Regions from separate parts of the Mus musculus genome. Here region 1 is linked to region 2. A link is a contact called in public HiChIP or PLAC-seq data. All regions are on one chromosome and are shown on one strand. The core of a region is the stretch at or near the end of the contact, and the rest is flanking DNA. Distances in the headings are between cores, read along the strand shown. Region 1 has its middle 23 kb from the start of Ptges. Region 2 has its middle 14 kb from the start of Gm39783.

Evidence for each region. HiChIP or PLAC-seq counts read pairs in DNA pulled down with a chosen protein or histone mark.
Region 1: a contact with region 2 is called in an H3K27ac HiChIP or PLAC-seq map of embryonic stem cells, with 5 read pairs. The contact joins two enhancer-like sites. A contact is called at or near these places in 2 of 484 Hi-C or Micro-C datasets (embryonic stem cells and nephron progenitors) and 2 of 115 datasets of contacts at active chromatin or transcription factors (embryonic stem cells and pancreatic cancer cells).

What each region holds. Positions count from the first base shown.
Region 1 is chr2:30,922,965-30,930,021 of GRCm38.p6, reverse strand. It overlaps a transcript of Ptges not described here and the pseudogene Gm13400. Among named protein-coding and RNA genes, the nearest start is that of Ptges, 23 kb to the right of the region's middle. Within about 2 kb of position 2,426, at least 92 of the 459 cell types and tissues checked have an H3K27ac peak or open chromatin away from gene starts, as enhancers often do. A contact at or near this core is called in embryonic stem cells, where this site is marked.
Region 2 is chr2:30,753,612-30,760,506 of GRCm38.p6, reverse strand. No RefSeq gene overlaps it. Among named protein-coding and RNA genes, the nearest start is that of Gm39783, 14 kb to the left of the region's middle. Within about 2 kb of position 2,021, at least 173 of the 459 cell types and tissues checked have an H3K27ac peak or open chromatin away from gene starts, as enhancers often do. A contact at or near this core is called in embryonic stem cells, where this site is marked.

The DNA.
Region 1 (7,057 bases), core at 1,177-3,676, 170 kb before region 2:
CTGGGCCCAGGTCTGAAATCCTACCCTCAGGTGGCTGAGAGCCTAGGGAGGCCCCCGACAGGGCTGCGGTTCGGATGAGGACAGCGATTGTGCAAGAATGGACAGCCTTGCCCCAGCCTGTGTCTCCCGGCCTGAGTCATAGAGAAAGGAAGGAGACAGCGAAAAGCCCGAAGCCCCCTTGGATATCACGCCGCCAAGGCCTCCAGTGTGACGTGGTGACGTCATCACGGATGAGCTCAGCAGAGACACCTGAGGACAAGGTAAGCGGCCAGCAAGGGCTGGAGGTGGGGTGGGGAGTGTGTGAGCTCGATCTTGGAAAGGCCCCCGTGCTCCCCCTGCTGGAAGCTCAGCCTTTCCGCGACTGCTCCTCTGGGATTCTCATTTCTTTGGTTCCCTCAAGGACTTGCCCGGCTTTCCAGTTGGTGCCTGCTAGCTTTACTTCTCAAACACGCATGCTCATTGCGGGTGGAACTGGGGAGTGTTAATGGCCCGCTTCAACTACCGCCTCCAGCCAGGAGGAAGAGAGTTGTCTTCTGGGATAAAACGAAGTTCGGAAACGCAAGGCCAAGCAGTTAGTTCCCAGAGCTCCCCAATTCCCCAAGTCCCTGAGGATGGCGTTGAGGCAAGCCTTGGCGCTGTCCAGCATTCGTGTCTGGGTCCCTGGCTGTCCGTTGTACTTTGGGGTGGTAGTGTGGATGACAAAGGATGTTTTTGGGTGCCTGCTCCTTTAAGGTAGTTTTGAGAGCCCAGATTGGGAGCCAGACATTCTGGGTGGGTGAATGGGAGCTCCCAGCTGGCCCTGGAAGGAGGCAAACCAGGTGAGTCGCACACATACCTTGCTGACCAACAGCTCCATCTTCCTGGCTCTGTGGGGGATTTCATAGTCATATGTTATCCAGAGCATGTCTTGCTGGTGTGGAGCACAGTCATTGGCTGAGTCATGCCCCTCCTCCAAACTCCAGCTTCCTCATCTCCGGAGTGTGGGTAGGGCTAGGGCGTGGCTCAGTGGATAGAGCGCTGGCCTAGCATATCTGTAGCCCTGAGTTTCACCCCAGCACCTCATAAAGTGTCGCATGCTTGTAACCCTAGTACTTGGGAGGGAGAGACAGAGGTTCAAGGTCATCCTTGACCACAATGCAAGTTCAAGGGCTAGCTGGGGAGTTCTACCTGAAAAACAAAACAAACTAATAAAACCTTAAAGTGAAACCAGCCTGGTGGTACGCACCTTTAATCCAAGTCTCTCTGTCTGGTTGGTCCCTTCTCTGGTGTAGAAAGTGGCTCTTTTCTCTGCTGCTACCAACAGGCTTACAATGGTTCATACATCGCCCGTGGTGGCTTCTGTGGCCAGAACCATATCTGAGGAAGAGCCTGGTCCCAAGTGCAATGAGAGGCCTGCTGGCAGCCAGGGGCTCATCTGGTTGTCACTGAGACACTGGGCTGGGAAGGGGTGGGGTCTTGAGACACCGTGGAGTGGAGTTAGGCGATGGGGAGCCACACACACAGAATGTCTTAAAACCCTAAGGTACCCAGAGAAAGTATGGTCTCCAAGCCCGGGGGTGGAAGAGTCTGAGCCTCTCTGGTTTGTGAAGGCTGACAGCTGCTCTGCTATGGCTGGGGCAGAGAGTCCATGAGACCGCCAGGATAAGCAGACCTCTAGTGGGCATTCACGGTATTGCAGGCAGGTGAGCCAGTCAGCGTTAAAAGCAGTTTTCCAGAGTCGTTTGTGAGTTCATGTCTTTCCATTTAAAATTTATTTTTATTTGTGTGTGTGTGTGTGTGTGTGTGTGTGTGTGTGTGTGTGTGTGTGTGTGTGTGCGTACTTGTCTGAACGTGCACATCATGTATAAAGTGCCCACAGAGACCAGAAGAGGGTGTCAGATTTCCCTGGGACTGGAGTTAGGGGATGTTTGAGTCATCATGTGGGCTCAGGGAACTGAACTTAGGTCCTCTGCAAGCAAGGCAGTGCTCTTTCCCGCTGAGCCGTGTCTCTGTACCAGCTGCTCACAGCTCTAGTTCCTCGTGGTCTATTTGGGCCCATCCCGCCTACCTTCCCATCAGGGCTTCAGAGGAGCACTGGGTGCTGCCATAGGTACCCACTGCTACCTGTGACCAGGTGCTCTCTGCTGTCCAATCAGCTGCACCACGGTGACAGGAGCATGAGTCCTTACAGGGACAATTCCTCATGGCTGCTGGTCTGGGGAAACATATGTCCATCTGGGTATATAAAAGAAATGATGTGTCATAGGGACATGGCAGAGGCCTGAGTTCTGGGCCTTGTCCAGTATATGGTTTGGCTGCCTGCCTGTTAGCCAGGTTTTGGGAGAGCTCTGAAGCCTTCTCTGTCTTCTTCCCTACTACTGCACTGTTGTGGGTGATCACGCGCATCACACATGTGTTCCCAGCCCTTTGGCCTCTATCAGTTCTGACTGTGTGTGTTCCCCGGATGACCCTGTGGGAAGGGCACCAGCCTCACCCAGCTTGGGGAGTGAGGCGTTGTGTAACTCCCCCCACCACCACCACCAAATTTCCCTCCTCTGGCTTGCTGCTAAAGATTTGAAATGTAGGGACATTTGCAAATGAGCCAACTTCCTGAGTGTCTCAGCGGCTGCTGAGTGTTTGTTGATGCTAGGTAAGTGTTGGGGGACTCATTTCCGGCCCCCTGTGGCTGGCTAGATTGGATACAAGCTCATCCTCTGTGTAAGAGCTTAGCCTCAGGAAGGAACATGGCCTAGTTGAATCTCAGTTCTTAAAATAGCAACAGCAGAGTGTGGAGTAAAGGGCTTGCCACACAGGCCTGAGGATCCGAATTAGATCCCCAGGGGCCGTGTGTAAAACCAGTGTGATGGTGCGTGGCTGGAACCCCAGCACTAAGAAGGGGAAGACAGACAGATGCCTGGGGATCCCCGGAGCTCCAGCCAGCCAGCCTCAAATCAGAGAGCTCCAGGCTCAGTGAGAGTCCTTGTCTCAAACAATAACGTGGAAGAGCTGGAGTGGTGGCTGATGGGCGAGAGCACTTTTACCGCTGTTACACAGGCCCTGGGTTTGGCCGGAGGGTCACGACCGCCTGTACCTCCAGCTCCAGTGGACTGTATACCCCCAGCAAGCACCCACACATGTGGCACACACTCAGCTAGATATAGGCACGGAAAATTCAACTTCAGCCCCTGGCCTCTGCGTGCATGTACACACCAGGCATGTGCACAGACATGTACACACACACACACACACACACACCAACAGCAACAGCAACAATAACTAACCCTTAGGACACTCACAACTCCTGCAGAGCCTGGAACATCCCACGAGAGTGAGAGGCCAGCTACTTTCATGCATGTTTTATAGACAGAAGCTGAGGCTCAGAGAGGCACACTATATAGGAACTAGATGTTGGATCCGACATGGGCTCCTTCTTGCTTCTCAGCCAACTCAAACCCAACAGCTTGAGTTTGACCCTGGGACCCACATGCTGGAAGGAGAGAACTGATTCCTGCAAGCTGTCCTCTGCCTTCCATACTCCAGCTGTGGCACTCACCCCTCCCCCATAAAGTAAATAAAAATATCGATTTAATGTATAGTATAGTCAGAGGAAAATAATGTTTCACACGGAAACACCTTCCAGCTGGCACAGTTATTGCTGATGGGCATTTGAGGAGCCTCAGTTTGTCATTACAGAGCCCTGCTCTGCCCATGATGGCCATCACAAGTCAGACGTGGTCATTGAGTACCCAAAACAGAGTGAGTCCAGGAAGCCAGTGGAGATACGTGAGCACGAAACTCACGCTAGGTTTCCAGACTTTACGTTAAAAAAAAAAAAAAAAGTAAAATAGTCAAGAATGTCAACACTCAGGGAGCTGAGGCAGGAGGATTGCTACAAGTTCCAGGCTACTTTACAGTAAGAGACATACAGCCAGAAGGCCCCGCTCATGGACGTCATTGAAACAGGGAGATGACCTTAAAGACTCAATGGCAACTCCCACCAGCAGGGCTGAGACAAGGCTCACTAGATGCAGCTCACTAACTCCAGGGCAGGAGTTAGAGCTCATCCTGGTGATGGTTCATCGGTGTCAACTGGATCCGGGTCCGACCAACAGTCACACCTCTGTGTGGGTCTGTGGGAGCATGCTCTAGAAGGATTGCTCCAGTTCAGCGCTGATATAAACAGTCTGGAGGAAAGCTGCCCTCCTTCCACAGGACACTTGTGGCTGAGGGAATGTGTTCTGTCACTACTTTCTCTGGCTAACGCCAGAACCCCGTTTATTCGATCTTCCCAAATGGACTGTGCCAGGAGTCCCCCAGGCCTTCAGCACCAGCCTCGCAGACGGAGCTTCTTCAGTCCCAGTTGGAAAACCCAGTCCGTATGTAAGCCAATCTAATCAAGCCCCTTTGTCATATGCATTATTCTGCAGGTCTGTTCCTCTAGAGAGCCTGACACATACAACCGGTGCGGGGTGAAGGGACAGACCTGGGTGGAGGGCCGACTTCTGTGGCCCAGTGACCTATTTACTGGCAAAACGCTGGCCTTGTGTGTTCTTTCTGAACTCCAGAGAAGTCTTAGCTCCAGAGGGGAAATGTATGGCAGTGGAACTGGATGCTAACACACTTCTGAGTCAGCAGGTGACAAGGGGAGTCATGGTGCCAGCTGGGGTGACTAATCAGGGCAGCAGAGCACTCTGGTCTCTCCAGGATGAGGAAAGTGGACCCTGTTTCTCAATGAAGTAGAAGGAGGCATCTGGTACAGGAGCCCCAGTTAGCAGAGCTCGTGCTATGTCTACATCCTGTGACTAAAGACCATGCAGAGGCTGGAGAGATGGCTCAGCCCAGAACAGTACCTGCCTTGCCAGCCTGAAGTCAATTCCCAGAACTCACAGGAGGAAGAGGAGAAATGAACCACAAAGTGGTCCTCTGGCCTCTGCACGTGTGCTGTGACGTGATCATACATGCAGTAATGATAGCCACAAAGTGTAGATTAAGAAAATGACTACTCTGTCATTACCCAGGGCACTTAGTAGTCACCCCACATGGTTGAGGCCCAACATCAGCTGAAGTGCCTTACTGAGGGCCCAGGGAAGACAGTTATAAACATCAGCTAGACAGGCCTGCAAGGGTGCTGGGAGTCAAGATGATTGTCACCAAGCTCATGACCATATTCAATCTCTGGGACCCACATGGTGGAAGGAGAGAACATATTCCCACAGTTGTCTTCTGACTTCTGTATATGCACTGTAGTATATGTATATATGTATACACACACACACACACACACACATATATATATATATTCAAGACAGGGTTTCTCTGTGTAGCCCTGGCTGTCCTGGAACTCACTCTGTAGACCAGGCTGGCCTCGAACTCAGAAATCCACCTGCCTCTGCCTCCCAAGTGCTGGGATTAAAGGCACCATGAATGCCAGTTAAAACGAATTTCTTAAATACCAGCTATTAAGCCAGGCTTGATACACCTTTAATCCTGACATTCTAGAGGCAGAGGCAGGTGGATGATCTCTGTAAGTTTAAGGACAGCATGACCACATAGCAAATTCTAGGTTAACCAGCCTACATTGTAAAACTATCTCAAAAATCAACCAACTGAATTTGGCAGGCGCTGCTGCCCCCTGTCACTGCTTGTTGCAGCCGTGATCAACTCCACCATGTACTTAAGACACCGAGTACTGGAGAGAAAGGATTTGGATATAAGGGTTTCTTCTTCCACAGGATTATTCCGGGATTCATGCGCCAGGGTGGTGGCGTCACACATCATAATGGCACTGGCAGCGGGTCCATCTGCAGGGAGAACTTTGAGACTGAGAACATCATACTAAAGCATTCAGGTCCTGGCATCTTGTCCATGACAAATGCTGGCACAGACACAGATAGCTCCCGGGCTCTCACCTGTACTGCCAAAACTGAGTGACAGCGGGGTGGCAAGCGTGTGGTCTTCGGAACAGTGAAAGGAGACGTGAACATTATAGAAGACGCGGAGCATTTGGGGTCTAGGAATGGGATGAGCAGCAGGAAGATCTGGTTCTTTTGACTTGCGGGCATCTGGCCCACCAGTAGCTCAGGAGAGTGCCCCCACCCCATCTGCTCACAGTGCCCTGCAACTCTGCCCTCACTGAAGTTCTCTGGGTTCCATATTTTCCAAGTCTAGCTGGCTGGCAGAGTTAAGTGTGTTTGTTTGTTTGTTTTGCTTTGTTTTCCGAGACAGGGTTTCTCTGTGTAGCCCTGGCTGTCCTGGAACTCACTTTGTAGACCAGGCTAGTCTCAAACTCAGAAATCCGCCTGCCTCTGCCTCCCGAGTGCTGGGATTAAAGGCATGCGCCACCACACCCGGCTCAGTGTTAAGTTTATGAATAAATACTAAATAAGGAAAAAAAATCAACAAGCCAAGAAAGGAAGAAAGAATGAGAGAGAGAAAGAGAAAAGAAGAAGAAAGAAAGGGAGAGAGGGAGGGAGGGAGGGAGGGAGGGAGGGAGGAAGGAAGGAAGGAAGGAAGGAAGGAAGGAAGGAAGGAAGGAAGGAAGGAAGGAAGGAAGGAAGGAAGGCAGGAAGGCAGGAAGGCAGGAAGGCAGGAAGGCAGGAAGGCAGGAAGGCAAGAAGGCAGGAAGGCAGGAAGGCACCCCGGCATGAGCAGGGCACACTGCTCACATGATCTGAATGCTGTGAGCTTGAGGCGCCAAAGGACTCTGATTTCACCCCACAGTGTGGGAAGGAGAGGCTTGGGAATTTGTTCTTCCAAAAAGGAATCAGGCTCTTTGGGGCTGAGCTGGACAGATGGATCGTGCCTGATGGGGTTCTAATTTCTCCTGCCATTGTGAGGAGCTTAAGTGTGGTTTAGAAGGTGTGTCAGGATTCAAAACCTCCTAGGAGTGGATTTGTGGTGGCTTAAGTTTCTGAGCCAACCTCACCAGCCACCACATGCCCAGGTTAATACATTATTTGTGAATGTGTCTTTGGGTGTTTTCAAATGAGGTTAAATGTTGAACTCAGAAACACAGAGGCCCTCGCCACCCAGCCCAACCGTCTTACTCAGGCTGGACCAGGACAAAAGGCAGGAGAGG
Region 2 (6,895 bases), core at 772-3,271:
GAGCGAGCGAGCGAGCTACCAGCTTGCCAAGTTACCAGGGGCTGCTCCTCCTCAGCAGTGTGCATTCACACAGCTGCCCCAGATTTCTCAATTCTTTTGCTTCTTCAGTGTCAGCAAGGAGGTGAGGCCCAGCAGAGGAAGCCAGGGGTCAGGCCACCCGCCCTCCTCCAGGACTGCCAGACACAGCCACTGCTCCAGCCCGGTTTTACATGACAAAGAGGCTACTTACAGGGTCCTCATGGGTTCAACTGTCTCTTGATTACAAGTGGACACCTGCCTAAGACTGTTGGGAAACTGAGGCTCAGGAATAGGGTGACTGGGGGCAGGGTGCTCAAAACTCAGAGCCCACTATTGGGCTCACCCCAAAACTGTCACATACTCTACCAGGAAAGCAAGCTGCAGGGATGCAGGGGACCCAAGGTCAGTCTGAGGTCAGACCCTGTCCAGCCGAATTACTCATTAACTCCTCAAGTCAGGGCACTGAGTTAATGGCCTGTGGAAAGCTGGGGGAAATTCTTCCTGGGAAGGCAGAAGGACTGGCAAGAGAGGAACCCTACACATGAAGGAGAGGCTGTTATTCATCCTCACGCGTGTGCACAAACACACAAACACACAAACACACAATGCCACTCTGTCTAGCAATGGGCAGGGCCCTTGAGGCCTGGTGGCCTGGCTGGAGGATTTAACAATTTAGGGACCATCCAGAACGCTCTGTCTGCAGCAGAGGGTATATGGGACTAGTTGGTGACTTGGCCTGGAGAGGTGGCAAAGACCTGCAGACCCTACCCCAACTCGCTCAGCCCATTGCCCATGGCACACTCTGTCCCTCTAGGGTTGGTGGCAGCAAGCCAGCCTCCATCCACATCAGGGTTGGTCTCCAGTGTCACCGGTCTCCCTGAACCTCCAGTAGTCTGCTCCTGCACCATGTTTGTGAACATGGTTGTTCAGAAGGGGCCAAAGAGGCAAGCCATGAAGTGTGGGCTGGGAGCCCAGGAAGGACTAAGAGAGCTAGGGAGAGCTGGAGGCTTGTCCTGGCACCCATGTCGCTGAGGATGGGGTGGAGATGAAGAGAAAGGGTTGGAATGAGGTGAGGTCTTGGGAGCACACGGGCAGGAGACTACAGAGTTATGGACTGAATCTAGGCAAGCAAGGGCTCTTTGAGAGCGGGACTCCAAGGTGGGTTTAGGAATGAAGAAAGGGCTTCCTTGGAAAGTGGGCAGGGCACTTTTAAAGAACACTCTAGGGTTCAATTCCCTGACCTTGGAGCTGGGGCAGGCCTTGTGTGCGCACCTCTCTCAGAATCAAGGTCTCTGGGAAAAGCTCTTCAGCTGGAACCCTGCGTATAAGAAGCTGATGAAGCCTGAGCCCCCAGTGCTTTCTACACGGTGTGGTGGGTGTGGGGTGTGGCACCTTAGTTTCAGGGCCACACCTTCCTCCCTCCACCTCAACTCCTGGGAACTGCTAGACAACATTAGACAAAGGAGGTTTTTGCTGAAATGCAAACAAACGTTCTCTGGCCAGTCCAGCTCCTGGCGCTTGAGAATAGAATTCTACGCTGGACATTCCTTATGGGGGTGAGGGAGCTCCTGCCACTTCTCCCGTTTCTCCCTGCTGAATCTGGCCCTTCCTAGTGAGCCAGGGTTAGAATCTAGCTCGGGTCAGAACCCCGAGAAGGCAGGGAGAGGGGACCTGAGTCTTTCTGCTTCTCTCTCCCCACAGTCCTGGGACCACAGAGGCCCGCAGAATGGGGCAGCTGTAACCCCAGCCTGAGGACGAGGAGAAACTTGAGTGGCAGCCTAGGGTTGGGCGCTTCCAACAGAGGTGGGAGGAGGGGCTGTTTGTTCAACCCCGAGAGAGGGCGGAGCTGAGATTTCAAAGCCTTCACCATTTGTTAGCCTTCCCTGGGCCCAGGCTGCATTCCAGACCTGAGGGGGTCCTGCCCCTGAGAAACCCAGGAGACTCTAGTTACAGCCCAGCTGCGGAGCCCTGCCCAGCGGAAAGTCTGGTTCCTGCTTCTGGCTCCGGTCCAATTCCCACCCCCTACCGGACAACGGCCAATGCTTGCTTAGGCTTCTGGAGGAGACACACACCACTTTGCAGATAACACCGTCTGGGATTCCCCTGACCCCCAGAGTCTGAAACTGCTGCTACTGCTGTGGATCTGATCTCTGCCTAGCCAAACCTGGTCAGGAATTTGCAGGAAGGGGGTGGGTTGGACTGATTTTTTTCCTGCACAGCCCAAACCATGCTTTACTTTTTGAGATGGCATCTCATGTAGCCCAGGCTGGCCTCCAACTTGATCATTGTGAAGGTGACCTTGAACTTCTGATCCTCCTACTTCTACCCTTCCCATCTCTAGCATTGGTAGTACTCGGCGTGTGCTGTCCTGTCCTTTCCCTGTGCTTCCCCGACAAGTGGCCAAGCAAACATGTATGTGTGCATGTATACTTGGGGAACCCTGCTGGACTAGGAGTACAGTCTCTCTCCAAACCCCCCAGGGCCTGGAAACCAAGCTTACCCAGTATGCACTAAGTGCAGTCCAAGGAGAGGGGGAACACGGGAGATTCAGACTCTTCTTGTCTCCTGGCAATGGCTGGCTAACGGTGCTGTGTTCTGGGTCAGCGAGGCAGGGACTCAGTGTAGTAGTGCTGAAGTAAAGACATAATTAATGGACACAAGACCATGGATTCCACATTCAATTCCCAGCACCCACACAGTGGCTCACAGGATCTGCAATTCCAGTTCCAGGGCATCTGACAGTCTCTTCTGATCTTCTCAGATACCAGCCATAGACCTGATACACAGATCAGAAAGCAAATAAATATTAACTACAAAACAAAAAAACCAAGACTCTGGGTTCAAGTCCCAGCTCACAAGAGCCCTCTGAACTAGTAGGGGTTGGGACAGGACCAGCCTTGAACTTTACGCCTGCTCAACCTCCATCTGCTTCACAAATACAAGTCTCAACGCAGGGGACCACTGCCTTAGGCAATGGGAACTTGAGACTGAATGTCTGGGGGCAGGGACACACCTAGGCTTGGCCTTCAAGCTAAGAATCAGGTTTGTGGGATCCAAGGTAAGGCTGCCCCTTCTAGGACATTCCCCAAAGGTCTCTCCCTCTAGCTGGCTCCCCTACCATTAGCTTTGCGGTCAAGTTTGTTGGTTATTTTGGGACAGAAACTCATGGATCCTAGACTGCTTTAAACTTGCTACATAGTGGAAGGGAACATAGTGTTTGTGTGTATGAGTGCAGGCCCTCACATGCCACAGGGTGTGTGGAGGTCAGAGGGAAACCTCGGGTTTCATCGCCTTCCATCTTGCTTGGGGTGTGGTCTCTCTTGTCAATCACCTCTGCATAACGGATTAAGGTTGGCTAACAGAAAGCTTGTGCTGGGATTCCAGGCGCATGTACGGCTGTGCCGGTTCTTATACGGGTTCTGAGACCCAGGTTCAGAGACTTATGCTTGTCCCCAAGCACTTTACCCTCCAAGCCATCTTCTTAGCCCCCAACTTATTTTTTGAGACTGGGGAATTCATTGAACCTAGAGCCCAGTTGGCAAGGCTGGCAAGTCAGTGAGCTCTGGGGGCTTCTCCTCTCTCTGCCTTCTCAGCCCTGGAATTACAGATGTCGTGCCACCTGGATTTTCCATGGTCCTTATGTGTCCCAGGCAAACACGTTCCTAACCAAGAGATGTCCCCTGCACCTTGTGGCTTGTGGCTGCCGGGCGTAAGGTGCATGCCACCATGCCCGTTTTGTGCAAGGCTGGGGACAGAATCTGAGAATTCAATGGCAAGCCCTCTGCCAGGACTGCGCCCAGAACCCCCACTGTGCATACTTGTCAGATCCCACCCTAACTGTGCAGCAGAGTCCAGACACTGTGAGTCAGGAGTCCCATGTGCCTGGGTTCCCTCAGGTTACTGCGTTTGTCTTGTGTCAGGCTTGGAGTTCTGGGGTGTGGTTGAGTCAGCCACATTTTTGGCACATTCAAGAGCTGTCAGGAACAATGCGGTCACCTGGGGACTCTGAGTGGCCAGGGAAGGCTGGTTTGGTAGCTCATAGCCTAGAATTTGGCCAGTGCTACCATGGGGACTGCAGGCACTATGGAAGAGTGCTAAATAACAGAAATGGGGGGGGGGACCATAGCTTGTCCCTTTCCTGACCTTTGATCATCTGCTAACAAGACTCTTAATCTTCCTGCTAAATCCTTTTTATGTATATTTAATTTTTAGTCGTGTGTGTGTGTGTGTGTGTGTGTGTGTGTGTGTGTGTGTGTGTGTGTGTGCAGTACCTACAGAGGACAGAAGAGGGCACCAGATCTCCAGCACTGGAGTTGCAGGCAGTTGTGCCAGAGTCCCACCTAGGTGCTGGGAACAGAATTAGGGTTCTCAGCTGGTTCTTAACCACTGAGCAGTCTTTCCAGTACCCTGCCGATTTCTTCTTACTAGAGAACATCATGCATACAGAGTCCAGGGAGCCTGAATGTGAGGGCTTATTACTGTTTTAAAATGTGTGTAAGTGTGCTGGGATTAGCGAGCTAGGCAAATGTTCTCTACCCTGGACCTACAGCCACAGTCTTCGGTTTTCTGAGACGTGCATGGTCTTGTTAAGTAGCTCAAACTGGTCTCAGGGTCACGGTCCTCCAGCTTCCGAATCCAGACTACTGGGGTTACAGGTGTCTGTCATGCAGCCTCTGGAGACTGATTTCCTCCAGAGCCACCCCCATGTACAGGAAGTGGGACATCCTTATAAGCCTGATTTTGGTGGCTTTGGAGGAGAAAGCAGATCTCTGAGTTCAGGGTCAGCCTGGGCAATTTAGGAAGATCTTGTCTGACTGGTTTTTTTTTTTTTTTTTTTTAGAAAAAAGAGGTTAGACATGATAGCATACTCCTTTAAAATTCTGGCTCAAGCCAGGAGGTGGTAGCACACTCTTTTAATCCTGGCACCTAGGAGGCAGCGGCAGGCAGATGTCTGTGAGTTCCAGGCCAGTCTGGTCTACAGAGTGAGCTCTTGGACATGCAGGCTTATACAAAGAAACCGGGTCTCAAAGAAAGAAACAAGCAAACATTTCAGCTTGGAAAGCAAAGGAACTTGAGGTCTGTTAGGCCAGTCAGGTCGGCACAGTGAGGCCTGGGTATCTGGCTGGGTTGGTAAGAGTATTTGCTGAGCAGGGTGAAGGCCCTGTGTTCCACACACTGGCACCTCATCAACGGGGTGCTCTGTCACACATTTGCAATCGAAACATCCACAAAGTCTTGAGCAATGAAACTGTGGCCCCTGGAGGCCACAGGGACCCTGTGATCCATCCCATTGCAGCCAGGCTATGGGGGATGGGTGGAGGGTGGGGTGGGGACATTCTGGGCATCAGAATGGCTTCCTGGCAGAGAAGAACCTAGGAAAGGTTAGTGAGGCACAGAGGCCCTCGGGAGAGAGCAGAGATGTCTGGGGAAGGGAAAATCCCTCCAGGCTGGATGACCCTGTTGCAGAAGCACACCTGGGCTTCCAGAATGACCCCTCACCAGACCAGTCCTAAGGTAGTGGCCCAGTGATAGCTTCTGACTTGTGAAGCAGGCTCCACCGTCCCCTACCCCCTACCCTCCTGCATCTGTGCGCTCAATCCCTAAGGAGGTTGGGTGCCAGGGTCCTGACAACAAGGCCTAAGTTGTGGTTTTCCCCTCCCAAATCTTCTCTTAGCCAGGTTCCTGGACCGTCTGTTCTGGGCCCCGTATAATCCTTTGAGTGAGGTGTGGTGAAGTGGTAGACTCCAGTCCCACAATCCCAGCTGGGACGCGACCTCTTTTTCCCTTCCCTCAATCTCTGTCTCAGAGACTGTGTGTCTGTTTCTGTGCTGTTCCTGAACACACACACACACACACACACACACACACACACACACACACACTTGATGTGCTAACTAGGAGCTAACAGGCTCTGGGCTTCACTCTTGGTCCTGAAAGGAGCTTGGGATGAACCAGGCTGATGCCCCTGTCCTAGGTGGAGCCTGGGCCCCAGGGCATAGAGCAGAGACTGCAGTGAGGAGATGGGAACTAAACTCCCCACTGGGTTAAACTAGACTTTTCTGCTTCCTGGCTTGACTCTTTAGGCTGGTGATACTCGAACCCCAGTGTGCCCAGCTGTCAAACGGGGAAGAGAAGAGCGGTAAGAGCCGAAGGGGGCCAGGAGGATCACTAATTGCAGGCCTAGCCTGGTCTGTGTAGGAGGAAGATCCTATCTGTGGATGTAGCTCAGTTGGTAGAGGGCTAGCCTGGCATACAGGCCTACTAAATTCAACCCCCAGCACCACATAAAACCAAACACAGTGGCTCTTGCATATAGTCCCAGCACTCAGGTCGAGGGGGCAGAGAATCAGGAGTTCAGGGTCATCATCAGCTACTTAGGGGACTTGGGGTAGGTTTGAGCTATACAACCCATTGCTTCAACAGCAAAGCAAAATAGGGCTGACAAGGTGGCTCAGTGGTTAAGAGCAGGAACTCCTGATATTCCAGGGGACCTGAGTTCAAGTCCAAGACCTGCACTGGGTGGCTCTAGCCACCTGTAACCCCAACTCAGGGAAATGTAACAGCCCTGGGCTCTGTGAGCTTGAGGTCGGCCTGATCTATATAGCAGTGCCAGGCCAGCCAAGGCTACACAGCAAGACTTTGTCTCAAAATAAATAAATAAATAAATAAATAGCTTTTAAAAACAAAAACCCCAGGGGGGGCTGGGAAGCGGTGAGGAGGTAGGTCTGGGAGAGATTGGCACTGTGGCATGTGCTTGGTGGGGAAAGTTTGGTTGAAAATGAAGTTGGCACTGAATTCTGGCTCTGTACGGCAAGAGCTTCAACCAGAAACCAGATTCTGAGGGCAGGTAATGAGGCCGGCAGGGCTGGTTAGTGTG